Regions from separate parts of the Mus musculus genome. Here all the other regions are linked to region 2. Evidence: chromatin contacts called from public Hi-C and HiChIP or PLAC-seq data. All regions are on one chromosome and are shown on one strand. Each heading gives the region's core, a stretch centred on a gene start, on an enhancer-like site or on the middle of the called end of the contact. The rest is flanking DNA. Distances are from core to core; before and after follow the strand shown. Region 1 has its middle 70 kb from the start of Gm43699. Region 2 holds the start of Cc2d2a (coiled-coil and C2 domain containing 2A). Region 3 holds the start of C1qtnf7 (C1q and tumor necrosis factor related protein 7).

Evidence for each region. Hi-C and Micro-C count contacts between places; a contact is called where the count stands out from the background. HiChIP or PLAC-seq counts read pairs in DNA pulled down with a chosen protein or histone mark.
Region 1: a contact with region 2 is called in a Hi-C map of stem cell-derived neural stem cells, with 3 times the contacts expected there. The contact joins the enhancer-like site here to the promoter of Cc2d2a in region 2. A contact is called at or near these places in 7 of 39 promoter capture datasets (the 3T3-L1 cell line, 3T3-L1-derived adipocytes, the C10 cell line and 3 more), 1 of 15 datasets of contacts at CTCF or cohesin (large pre-B cells), 9 of 484 Hi-C or Micro-C datasets (the BV-2 cell line, embryonic fibroblasts, embryonic stem cells and 3 more), 5 of 115 datasets of contacts at active chromatin or transcription factors (cardiomyocytes, embryonic stem cells, fibro-adipogenic progenitors and 1 more) and 3 of 9 other capture datasets (adipose tissue, liver and pancreatic islet).
Region 3: an H3K27ac HiChIP or PLAC-seq map of heart atrium shows a contact between it and region 2, with 7 read pairs. The contact joins the promoter of C1qtnf7 here to the promoter of Cc2d2a in region 2. A contact is called at or near these places in 4 of 39 promoter capture datasets (embryonic stem cells, hematopoietic stem and progenitor cells, liver and 1 more), 1 of 115 datasets of contacts at active chromatin or transcription factors (heart atrium) and 2 of 9 other capture datasets (adipose tissue and pancreatic islet).

Annotation. Positions count from the first base shown.
Region 1 is chr5:43,422,464-43,426,336 of GRCm38.p6, reverse strand. No RefSeq gene overlaps it. Among named protein-coding and RNA genes, the nearest start is that of Gm43699, 70 kb to the right of the region's middle. Within about 2 kb of position 1,401, at least 18 of the 459 cell types and tissues checked have an H3K27ac peak or open chromatin away from gene starts, as enhancers often do. A contact at or near this core is called in stem cell-derived neural stem cells, where this site is marked.
Region 2 is chr5:43,660,189-43,664,515 of GRCm38.p6, reverse strand. Cc2d2a (coiled-coil and C2 domain containing 2A) reads right to left here and starts at 2,137. Exons shown (of 38, transcript NM_001359906.1): 1 at 1,957-2,137.
Region 3 is chr5:43,513,760-43,518,106 of GRCm38.p6, reverse strand. It overlaps C1qtnf7 (C1q and tumor necrosis factor related protein 7), which reads right to left and starts at 2,538. Exons shown (of 3, transcript NM_001135172.1): 1 at 2,121-2,538. The coding sequence starts at 2,133.

The DNA of each region.
Region 1 (3,873 bases), core at 152-2,651, 240 kb after region 2:
GTGGGTGGGCAGGGGAGTGGGGGTGGGTGGATATGGGGGACTTTTGGTATAGCATTGGAAATGTAAATGAGCTAAATACCTAATAAAAAATGAAAAAAAAAAAAAAGAAAGAAATAAGTGAAGAAAAACTAATACAAAAAAAAAAAAAAAAAAAAAAAGCAGCACCAGTTCTGGGCTCAAGGTCTCTTCGCCTCTACAATCAAGCTCTCTCAATAAACGTGTGCAGAAGGATCCTGTTGCAGCGTCGTTTTTCCTGGCCAGTCGAGCGCACGCAAGACAGGATGGTTAGAAATTTTTGCAGAGGGTCATATTCGATCTTAAATACTCCTGAGGATGAATACGAGGCTGCCAGAGGGAAAGATGGTCAAGGCATCTAATGACCAGAGCACAGAACCAGGCCTAAGACCTGCTGTCTCCTTTACTTACACCAGGGCAGTCCTCCCTTCCTGATACAGGAACTGGTTTGCTAAGCCCCTCTACTCTACCTAAGAGATAGATTCTTGTTAGGGATTAGTTCTAGTGCTTTGTCTTAATTCAACTCACAAAAGTGGCGCTTCCAGAATTGGCTGGGCAGGGAGACAGGTGGGACTTTTAGATTGTGTGGGCAAGGGACTGAAGGAGCCACAGAAGCCACTCCTGTGATTGGATCTGAGGTAGCAGAGATAAAATATAGATTTTAAAAGATGTTTACTCAGGAATACTGGAGGGGCATGTGTGCTAGCTGTGGGGACGTTTAGAAGTGTCCAGTCATTGAGCTAGTCAAGGCATATTAAAATTAGCTGGTGTGTGTGTGTGTGTGTGTGTGTGTGTGTGTGTGTGTGTGTGTGTGTTGTGTTGTGTTTATGTATGTGTGTGTGTTTCATTTGTGAATCCAGAGCTCTTGGGCTGTGCAGGACATGCACATGTGACCCAGTAGCTAGAGTGGTTAACTAATTCACCACTACAGGCTCTATATGTTCCCATTGTATGGATAAAGCCACTAAGCCCCAGAGCAACAGTATCCTTTATACAGCATCCCATGGCTGGAATGTGGGAGCATTTCTGGTTATGGGGCCTATAGCCTTTCTTCAATACCCTATTGTATGTGTTCCTCAGAGTGGCTAGTGTGTACAAGATTCAGAGGTCTAGAACATGTGTGTTTGCACTCAGGGCACGAGATTATCGAGCCAATCCGGCTACCCATTTCCTTCCAGGTGTAAGAGTTCAGTCAGCACAAGCACCTCCAGCCAGTACAGAACCACTTCCTGTCTGCCTTTGAGGCTGTCTTCTCTTGATGGCTTTCAGAGGCTTGGAGCTCAGGTCCGTTTGACAGAATAAGAAGGGAAGCTAGCCCATTTTCATCCACCCCATTTCCTAAGCACTCTGAGGTAACTTCCGTTTGCTTTCCTGTTTAGGCCGGGATGGCCATGCTTCAGTGTGCCCTCCATACCCACAGCAAGCCCTAGCATCTCAGGGCCCAGACTGAAGGGTGGGGCAGGAAGTCCCACCCATGCATCTATTGGCCATAGCTTTGCCAGAGAATGGGCTTCTTAAAGAACTTAGTGGCTGCAGCCTGGAAAGAGATAGCAGAGGACGCAGAGTGAAAGGAAACCCAGAGGAAGCACTGCTTGCAAGCCGGAAAGCCTTCGCATTCTAAGCCCCACCCCTGCTGTGAATTCCTAACAGGGTTTTTTGGTCCAAACCTGCAGCTTGATCTTGTTAAAATAAATGTAGTAAAATGGAGTCAACATGGACACTCCCTGTGACCTTGCTCCAGAGACTCTCCAGCTTTGGCCTGTGTTTTCTCCGTGCAAAGTGAGCAAATGATTGGAATCCATACCTAGTGGCTTTCCTATTTCCCGGTGATTTGATGGTGGGTAAGCCTCTTATCCTCTCCTTACCTCAGGGTCCACATCTCTAAGAGGAGATCATGAAAGTCCCCAGGAACTGGCACGGGAATAAACACACTATCAAACACCAAGCCCCTCAGAAACATACTGAGGCCAGCTAAGTGCCCTGCAGTTAAATTTGCTGTCACGGCTACATTTTTCTTTGGTGAAAGAGAAATAACAACAGCGTTGACATAGGGCTGTGGTAAAGAGCGACTAGATATCCCAGAGGGATTAGTACAGAGATGGTGCAGGGAAGGGAGAGTAGAAAGGCTGGCCAGAGAGACTCCTCAATAGGGCAATTTGGCAACTCTGAATACGGGTGGCCAAATTTTATCTCTGCTAATTAGCAAGTGAGTAGATCTGGTTAACTTATGCAGTTTATTTATCTAGGAAGGGATATTTGGCGGAAAGGGGAAAGTTGGAAGGCAATGGGATGCGTGGAAATCACAGTGGCGGCAATCAGGCTTGCACACCTGGCTCTGCCATGTAGGTCTTTGTAGCTGGGTTTTTCCTCTCCTTGGGCTTCTGCTTCTTCCTCTTCTGTAAACGGGAGCTCCAAGTAAGATCCCAAGTGATGGTTTCTTTTTGTTTTGTTTTGTTTTTTGATTTTTGGTTTTTTTGTTTGTTTGTTTTGTTTTACATCACTCCCATCCCCTGGTAGTTATAGACAGTAAAATTATTGAAACAACTAATTTAGTGTGGTCTAGTTGAGATGATGCCAATCTCCACTCATGACATTTCTTGCCAAGCCTATACTCGTTTGTATGACAGATAGTTATTGATCTACGGGGCTTTCATTTGTTGGAGATACATCGACGAACCAACCATACAAATTCCAGCTCTCAAGGAAGAGGGTAGACAGACCAAAAAAGTAGGAAGGATATGAATAAATGAAGAGCTTCAGACTTACAGTGTGAGTGGTTTTAGGTAGCCCTGTGCACCTGGTCCCCACTGATTGCTGTTTGTCCTTGCCCCACGGAAGCTCCCAGCATATGGTGAAACGACCATGGAATCCAAACCCTGAGAACAGTGATTCCGATGCACCTGTGCATCGGCAGGGCACTTTCATTTGAAATGAGTTATTTCTGTCAGGTCCCAGAGCAGACCTGAGGTGATCTTGTTAACATTATTTCAATTCTGAGACTTACAAGGAAGCTGAAACACAGCTTCCTGTCAGACCAACACAGCAGGTCCTGGAGAGGAGTTATTTGCACATTGCTGCCCCCTGGTGGTATTATGAAATGTAGCCATGACTTGACAGTTGAGGACAAACTGTTACCTCAGAAGCCACAGAGCTCTTGGACACATCTGTCAGATCCTGAAGTCTGAACAGTGAAGCTTTAAAAAGCTGATAACATGACTAGGAGGATGATTTCAGACAAGTTGACCACGACAAGACTTTTCACTCTGGTAGGAAAGATCTCAGATGTCCCTCTTCAGGAGTGTATGGCCAAGCCAGGGGTGTGTAAAAGATTTCCCAGTTCTGAGATCCCAGGAGTGTTGCCTAGGGAGTCCGTGTGTGAACTTTAGGGAGTCTTTTAGCTTTAGTAATGAAAGATCAGTAGTCTCCAAATGTCTAGGAGGTGTTAGATTCAGATGTCCAGGGAGCTCTGGGCCAGCACCTCAGGTAAGTCTGTGTAGTGGGACCCTGGTATTTGCTTATTTATTCACAGATTTCCTATTTTGTATCAATCTAGGTGGCTGATAACCCAGGTAGGCTACTGCTTTTAGACACAGAAGATGGGACAAGGTGGGTTCCAGAGTCTCTCTTAAATGGGTGCTAATCTGAAGCTCTGAGGGTAAGAGCATTTGCTGTGTGTGTAAGCATGAAGACCCCAGTTCAAACCCCCAGCACCCCTGTAAGAATCTTGGCATGACTGGGCACAAACCTGAAACCCCAGTGATGTGAGGGGTTATCAGGCTGGTAATTTTGACACATTTCTTAACCATTTTTAAATGTCTATTTCCTCCTCTTAGGAAGGGAACACAGTAACATGGTAGA
Region 2 (4,327 bases), core at 888-3,387:
CAGTTGGCAACTCTAACAAGATAGGTTTGGCCACCAGTGCCCCAGTAGGGCAATGAAAGAGAAAAATAATGGACAAATCAGAGACAACATGATGACTTTGGGAAGTGGAACAGAGGTGCCCAGTAATGTCACAGTCAGTCTTCCAGGGTCCTGATATGAAATTTGGGTCTGAATAAAAGGTACCAGGAGGGATACATAGCTAAGCAATTTTGGTCAGTGTGGTCCTTTCCATCACTGACATGGCATTGTCTCTGTCCCTGTACCTTCTGCAAGGTGATTGACAAGCTGTCAGAACTGTCTTTTGGAGACAAGTCCTCCCTTGTGCTGGTACGAGCAGCCCATCTTTTCCTTCTCCCAGCGCTCAATACTGAGAAAATACAGCTCTGAGAGTCCATTGTTTTAATGGCTTAGAGTCCATTGTTTTAATGGTCCGATAGCTGAAGGAGATACACAAATGTGTCTTTAGAGTATCTTTTTACCAACCAGGATGGTCAGATGAAGAGGTCATGGTTGCGAGGGGAGGTGGGAGGAAGGGATGGAGAGGGGAAACAGAGGTTCAGAGATGGAAGAGAACCATAAGAAAACCTTAGGGTGTTGAGTGCTATCCCTTTACTCTCTTTAGTTTTTGTCACCCATCCCTGACAGCCATACACAAGTCTCTTCTCCCCTTCCTCCAGCCAGGACCAGGACACTTGTTTTCCCTCGTCTGTTTAAAATGTTGCTGGAACCTCCTCCCCTCCACGCATGCTCACTTTCTCTCTTCAGAGACGAGGCTTTTCCTTTCGAGTGGGAGGGCCCGCTCAAAGTTGTGAACTCTCAGGAGCCATCCTGTGCCTTTTTAATGATTAATTATGTAGCAGCAAGTTACTCTAGCCCCAGCTTCTAGGGTACCAGGTGAGTGACACAGCTGTGTGTGGTCATTTAATCAGATGGACGGGACACCTTTCACTTGATGAGGCCAGGTCAGCACCCAGGCTCTGCTCATGGGATTGCTCAGCTGCACAGGGGGTGCTGGAAGCACCTCTATGGCAGGAGTCCCGCTGTGGGCCAAGCTCTTTAGACCTTTTTACAAGTCTGTTTTGTCACTGATCTCATTATCTGTTTCTACATCTGCTTCCCCAGCAAAGTCTCACCACTGGACCTGGTCTAAGTTGGTTTTGTACACTGTAAACTTGAGTTCTTCATCTGCTGCATCATTGATGCTCACTAAAAACTTGAATAAATGACTCTGTAAGTGAACTCTAGGCCAACTATCTATATACAGATTGATCTATGTTTATATATGTGCATATCTCTCTATCTCTATGTATACATATATGCACATATTTTCTCTATCCATATACAGTTCCCCTCTATACAAAGCATGCTGTCGTTACACTTATTTGCAGAAATGTTATATAAAATGCAATAGCAGACATGTATTTCTCATTAGATTTTATTAGCATTTCATAGCACCTAGCATTTCATAGCACCTAAAATGAAAACAGCTGAGCTGATGGCCAGTAGACTTCTGAAAGCTTGGCAGACCTCAGCCCTGCGGTTCAGAGCTCTTTGTCCAATAACAAGAAAAGTGGAGCTCGCCACACGGAGAGTACTCCCTCCGGCCCGCCCTCCCCTTCCCCGGAGCAGTTTAAACTAAAGGCCCGAAAGCAACACGCAGCTAGTGCTTAGCAGCACACTGACCAGAGAGGCTCTCTGTGAACCGGTTTGCTTTTCCCCTGCAAGCCAGACAGCAGCTGAAATCAGAGCTGTCCCTGCAGTGCCCCCACTTTGCATTGAGAGAGTGAAACTGCAAGCAAGATGAAGGGTCTCTAATGTTAGCAAGATGAGAGTCCCTAACGTTACAAAGCATTCATTCCACTCTCACTGCACCAGGGAGGGGCTGGTTTCTCTGCCGGAACGGAAAGGAGAGGAAAGCAGGACACTGCAGCCTGTCTCTGTTAAAGACTGATTTACCTTCGTCCACTCTACAAAACGAAGTTTGCAGATTCCACTTGCTGGGCTGAAGGGATGAGATGAGAGACCAGTTGTGTCAAGCCAGAGAACCTTTTAGAAATGAGCGAAAGGGTGGGCTGGGGTAAGAGAGGTTACTCCCTGGGAAGCTGCAGCCATATCTCAGGGTTTAAAAAAAAACACCAGCTTAGCAACCAGTTCCCAGGGAAGGTCACTAGGCGGCCGCTTTTTTTTTTTAAAGTGGCAGTTTACTTTTAAGACTTGGAATATGAGCTTGCTGGGCAAGCAGTGGAAAAATAACGTGCTGAAGAGAGACAAAGGGAAAGCAACTGGGCAGCCTAGCAGAGAGGACTCAGGCTCTCAGCAGGGTGTCCTGCCTTATGTCTCTGGGTTGCATGGCCTGTTGGGTCAAGGACAGAAGGTGTTGATAAGTAGAGTGGTTTAGAATCAGGAGGGGCCATGTTGTGTGGAGCTGCCTAGTAAGCAGTAGCAAAGACTATGTGGCCGGGCATCAGAGCTATCAGAGCTCCAGCGTGTGTTGCATTAGGGATGTTGGCTGGCTGTGCACAGAAGCTGGACCGCACACGCCTAACCTCTGTTTCTTCAACTCTTCACTACAAATGACCCAGCGGCCCAGCAGGGATACAGACAAGATGGCTCAAAAAAAAAAAAAAAAAAAAAAAAAAAGGCAAGAAACCAGGAGAAAAGGCCAAGTAGTGAGAACAGTAGTAAGCAGACTCAGACTCTACAGGCCAAAGACAACCACAGATCAAGGAACTCCACAGACCGCGGCCTCCTAACCCCAAGTGTTGTTCCTCAGAAGCCTGCCATTTTGTTTCTTAGACAAGACCTCTGACTGGAAGCTGGCATTTGGTGATTAGGCTAGGCTGCCTGCCTAACTCCAGATCCCTGCTTGTCTTAGCTTGTCTGGTGCTGATAGAACAAACGTGGGCCACCATGCTGAGTGTTAGCCACCTTCAAAGCCAGGTCCTCATGCTTGTGTGATGAAAAGCCCTTTACTAATAGAACTATCTCCCAGCCCCTATTTTCTGTATCCCTAAAGCTCTGGCATTCACTGCATGGGTCTTAGATAGATCTCTGAAGCTAACTAATTCCTAGAGACAATAAATGACTCCAAGGAAATGCATATATTCTCTTTGATACGTACTAACTGACCCCAAGCTGGCATCTCCATCTACTGCAATCACCAAGAAGTACCCCTCTGCTCTAAGTCACTCTGGAGGCAGGTGCTTAGGGAGCATGTCTATGATCCAGAATATTCTGAAACAAGTCAAATTATTTAATTCTAAACCCACCAGCACACTTACCATGCCACAACCTTCCTTCCAGGGAAAACCCCAGTAAAGGGTCTCTTTTGGAGCCTGATGTTTGGAGAATGCTGTTTTTGGAGACTGCTGCTGATTGTGTTTGGTTGATTGGTCTGTCTTTGTATCCCCAGTGCTGGGAATATAGATGCCTGTAGCCACTTGGCTTTTTATGTGGGTGCTGGAGACCTGAGCTCAGTATTTATTCTGGGCCAGTATCTTATTGATTGAGTCATTTTTTTCCCAGCCCAAGAAACAAATTTATATCCATTGTGATATTCTGTTATAGAATTATAAGACATTTCCTGCTTTGAAGGATCTGTGTGAATAACCTTTCTACAAGACAGCCATGTCTGTGTCTTCATGTCTCACCGTACCAGAGAACCCAGAGTTCACTTTTTAACATATGTGTGTACAGTGTACACATGAGCCAACATGTTTGTGTGGTGTGTGTGATGGGGAGAAGGAAGATATCAGATTGAGGTACTAATATGGTCTTCATAACATATTGACATCTTCACTCCCAGTACCACAGAACCTGACATTATTAGAGGTAGGGTCCTTACAGTGTGTGCTGGTCAGTCTTATGTCAACTTGACACAACCTAGAGTCATTGGAATGAAGTGAACCGTAATTGAGAAAATGCCTCTATAAGGTTAGGCTGTAGAAAAGCCCGTAAGACATTTCCTTAATGACTGATTGATGTGGGAAGGCCCAGACCATTGTGGGTTGTGGCATTTCTAGGCTGGTAGTCCTGGAACCTATAAGAAAGCAGGCCAAGCAAGCCAGGAAGAGCAAGCCAATAAGCAACACCCTCCATGGTGTCTGCATCAGCTCCTGCCTCCAGGTTCCTGCATTGTTTGAGTTCCTGCCCCAACTTCCTTCATTGGTGAACAGGGATATGGAAGTGTAAGTCAAATAAACTCTTTTGTCCCCAAGTTGCTTCATCACAGGTATAGTAATGCTGACTAAGACATGGAGGTAATGGAGTTAAAGTGGGGTCATTAGGGTGGAACTCAACCCATGGCAAACAAGAGGAGGATGCTGGG
Region 3 (4,347 bases), core at 1,289-3,788, 150 kb after region 2:
TTACTTTTCTAGTCCTTCGGCCATTGATTACTAAGCCTGTCTTGTCAAGTCTGGACTACTAACATGAGGCCGATTCTGTATCCCCACAAACGTGGCTAAGCCTGGTTCGTACCAAAGCAGGTCAGACAGGTAGCTGGTGTCCTCCTGGCAGTTTAGTAGTTAACCTTATCCCCACCTATACCCCAGTTCCTGCAAGAGGCTGTTTCTCTTTCCCAGATTCTGTAACGAAAACACAGATCACCTTGGGTTTCTCTCATCAAGACGCTTTTGGAGACAACCCTGACTAGCTGCTTCCACGGCATCATCCGTGTTTTATCCCAAAGCCCCTGTGGCTGAGGCTCGGATGAGTCAGCTGGCTTGGGGGGTTTTTGTTAGCAACCCTGATTGCCTTTGTTTTCATCTTCTAGGGTGCGCATTGGGGTGGGGGTGTGCTCGTTGGGCCCTGGGGTGGGGTCTGGCAAGTTTGGCTTCTAGAAATGCTGGCAGCCTCTGTGGGAGCCCGTGATGGGAAGTCACGTCATGCCATACTGCGCATTTTTAGGCCACACCCATCCCCAGGGTCCACTCAGGCGCCATGCAAGCGCTGGCCATCCAGCTCTCGAAGCTGCCGGCGATGAGGTCATGGGTGGGGTACTGGAGACCCCCTCCAGATAGGGTGGGGGCTTCCTCTACAGCCCAGGAGTGGACCCGAAGGACTGGGAGAGAGGCTGTGGCGACAGTTTTGCCTGTCTGAACCCCTGCTTCCTCGTAGTGGTCTGTAGGCTGGTGTGGGTAGAATAGAGGCAGAAACAGACAGCAGGAAAGAGATGGAAGGGAGGTGTCTATGAATTAGCTACTTACCCCACTAGTTACGGGTGGAGAGAGGGAGCTAACAAATGCTGTCCCTCGACTACTTTGCCAGGAGCTAATAGTCACCTTTTTGCTTTTTATACAGTGTTGCCTTTACTCTGACCTTAATCACCAAGACCCCAAGGCAAGGGAAGCCACAGCAATCTTCATTATGTAACTAGACTTTGATGCAGAAGGAAAAAATAACAAGACAGTAAAGTGCTTTCATAGCTGGAGACGGCGACTGTAGCAATACCTCCCGTCCTCTCCCAGACCTAACTGCCGTAATTGCCAATATTTCTAAACCAGCGGGCCTTGCAGACTGAGGTCACCTCCATGTCCCAACCATCACAGCTCAATCAAACCTACAGTTCTTAAACTTCTGCCGGCAAGCACATACATAAGAGTGCACACGGAGCAATGGATGCAGGGCTCAGCTAGAAATCTTAGCCTGCAAAATCCCTCTTCTGATCTCAGTGAGTGTCTGGCGACTTTTCTTTTTTGCACCTGGGATTCTGCCTTGAAAAAATAGGAACTCACTGACAACAGAGTTTCTTCCGGAAATAGAAAGCGGCACAGAATGTTCACATGCCCCTCCACCCCAGGGTGCTTCTCAGATGACCAACACATCGAAAAACACGAGAGCTATCTGAAGGCACAAGTCAGTCACTCTTCTGAGATAAGGACACCCTCGGCTGACTTTGACTTATGCAAAAATTGCCATGTTCAACTGTTTTGTTTTGTTTTGTTTTACCCTCCAGGGAGATAAAATTAATATTGTTAACATTTTCGTAGGTTCTTATAAGAAAGAGTCAAATGGTTTACTTAACTGTAAGGAAACATATTCCACAAAACAGTCAGTCACAGTAACCACGACTGAGAGACATTTTAGGATGTTACCACAATCTATGAGAAAGTTTTCCGAGTTCTAAGACTCTCAGCTCTGGAAGTCAAGTCTTGTAGAACAAATAAATACTGAGATTAGACCATACATTAGCCCACTGCCCACAGAACAGCTTATATTCAAAGACTGGAGTTTTCAGAGAGCCCTCTGACCTTTTCTAAGAGAAACAGCATTTCCATACATAGACGCTTACTACATCAAGCGGAACAGAAAGTAGGAGAGACACCGCTGTTGAGTCCATTCTCTGATTTATCATTTGTTGACATTCTATCCACACATCCCTCCATCTCCTTACAAGTAGCTGTCTGTGGTTCTTCCTGCAAATATTTTGATAAAGTCCAAACAGAAGGGGGAAAGAGAAAGGCTGTAGTGAAAAACAACAACTTACCTTTCCTGGGCATTGCTGGGTTCAGATGTCCTTCCCAAACATGAGACTTCCTTGCTTTGACACTCCCATGAATTTAGAAACCATTAAAAACTATTCAGAGCAGAAATATGGTTATTACCCAAGCTGCTCCACAACAATGCAGAGAAGTGTCTTGAAGAAAAATAAAGGATGTGTGCGGAGCGCGAGCTCATGCTGTCGTACGAAGTTCTGCAACCGTCTTTCTCAGTTTAAACAACCTCCCACTCCTTCTCCCAGGCACTTGCCAACTTCTATAATTTAAAGCAACTGCGATCCTTCCCATAATACTCACATTTCAAAGAGTTTACTATATACACTCGTTAGGAATGAGGAGGAGTGGGCAAGGTTCTTCTGCAAACCCCAGACGGAGGCAGATGTGAAGCAAGGGTCTCGGGTATCTGGAGGATTTCCCGTCTCTCTGCAGCCATCGCTGTTTGCACTGTGTGGAACGGAGTCCCTGAAGCCCTTTCAAGTAGTATCTAGAGACTGACGGGCATCATTTCCTGAAGCACTCAGGAAAGTTTATCTGGCAAGTTAGGAAAAGGGCTACACCGGTGGAATTGTGTCAGCAGGAATGTTTGTGATTTCACCTTAATTTATCACGATGTCTTCATGGAACAGGAAAGTACTTCAGATGATGTTATTTACATTAGTTTTGTTTAAGCATTAGTCCACATGTGTGCTATAAATCTAGGAAGGACACACACTTTGCAAATTATATCTATGTAATTGAGTAAACCTTCTGATATTTTAGCCTGTGATCAGAATACATTTTCTGGCATTTTAGTTGGTGATTGTATTTTTACATTTTATTATCCAGTTCTTCCCACTGTCAACACACACACACACACACACACACGTGTGTATTAAAATTATAGCAAACTTTTAAAGCATGGCTTAAATATTTATTTAAAAGTATTTTATGATATATATCAAAACAGGTCTTACTTAGTGCCTGCTTAGTAACCCAGGCTCAGTAAATAGTAACGGAGTGATGCTTATGTATAGCAATAAACAGTTTGTGTCAATTTTGATTTGCATACATACTCTCCCTTAAAATGATCAATATTTCATAATTGGTATAGGAATCAACATAGGGTAATGTATGACTTTGACAAACTTAATGACTACCTGTGCAATAAAACTTCCTCAATGAATAGAAAGCATCAGTTAGACCAATAGACCATTCAAAAATGAACAGAAGTATCGACATGGACACATTCCATTAAGTATGCTCACTGCTCAGAATTATGCAAACCAGTCCAGGGATATAACCTCATTATTTCAAAGGCTATTGATCCTTCCCTTGTGTTTTAGAGTTCCGTCAAGTAACTATTACACAATAGGTAGCATTTAAAATATTTTATAGCATATAAATAATAAGTACAAACAGAGATGATGTAAGCCTACAGAGAAATGAACAGGCTTCTTTCAGTTTTCTATACGAGAGTGAGAGTAATAATGGGGCCTGATTTGCTTGTGTTTCTGCTGGGGCATGATCTTAAGGCAGAGCACACGGTGGGGAACTGAACTCACATGCTGGATCCACATTCGCTGTAATCCTGATCGTGTTGCTTTACTTTAAAAAAAAAGGTATTTGGAAGGTATAAGTACCAACATGACAAACAGTGGTTTTTGTATATATGCATACCATCGAGTACTTGTTTGGTTAGTGCTAATCACGTGTCCTTCTGTGCATTAGGGATTTAGTAAGTCATCTTATGATGTTTACCAGAAAATCTAGCATGAGCATCCTGACCAATGCGAAAGAAATTGATAGACGTGGATACTACTCTATCAAAGCTCTTAACTCAGGGCATTAGGTGGCAACAGATGAATGTGACAGACTGGATACAGGGCTCAAAAGCCAACAGTCCAGGGCTTGAAGTGGAAAACCTTTGGCGACCTTGGTAAGAGCAGTGACTTGGAAGGAAATGTGAGGTAAGTAACCTTTTAGCGCTAGAAGAAAGGGGTGAGAGAAGACACACATTATGTGACTGGCCATTGCTAGGTGCAGCTGGCAAGGTGTTTTGAGAATGAGACCATGCCAGGGAAGAGATGGTCAAGATTCAAAAGCAAATGAAAGAGGAAAGGGAATCTGGGGAGGGACACCCATTTTATGGTTTGAAGGAGCCTGCCAATATCTTGATGGCTTAAAATGCCTATGTTACAAATTATATTTCTGGCACCTCTGTATGTTTATATTTAG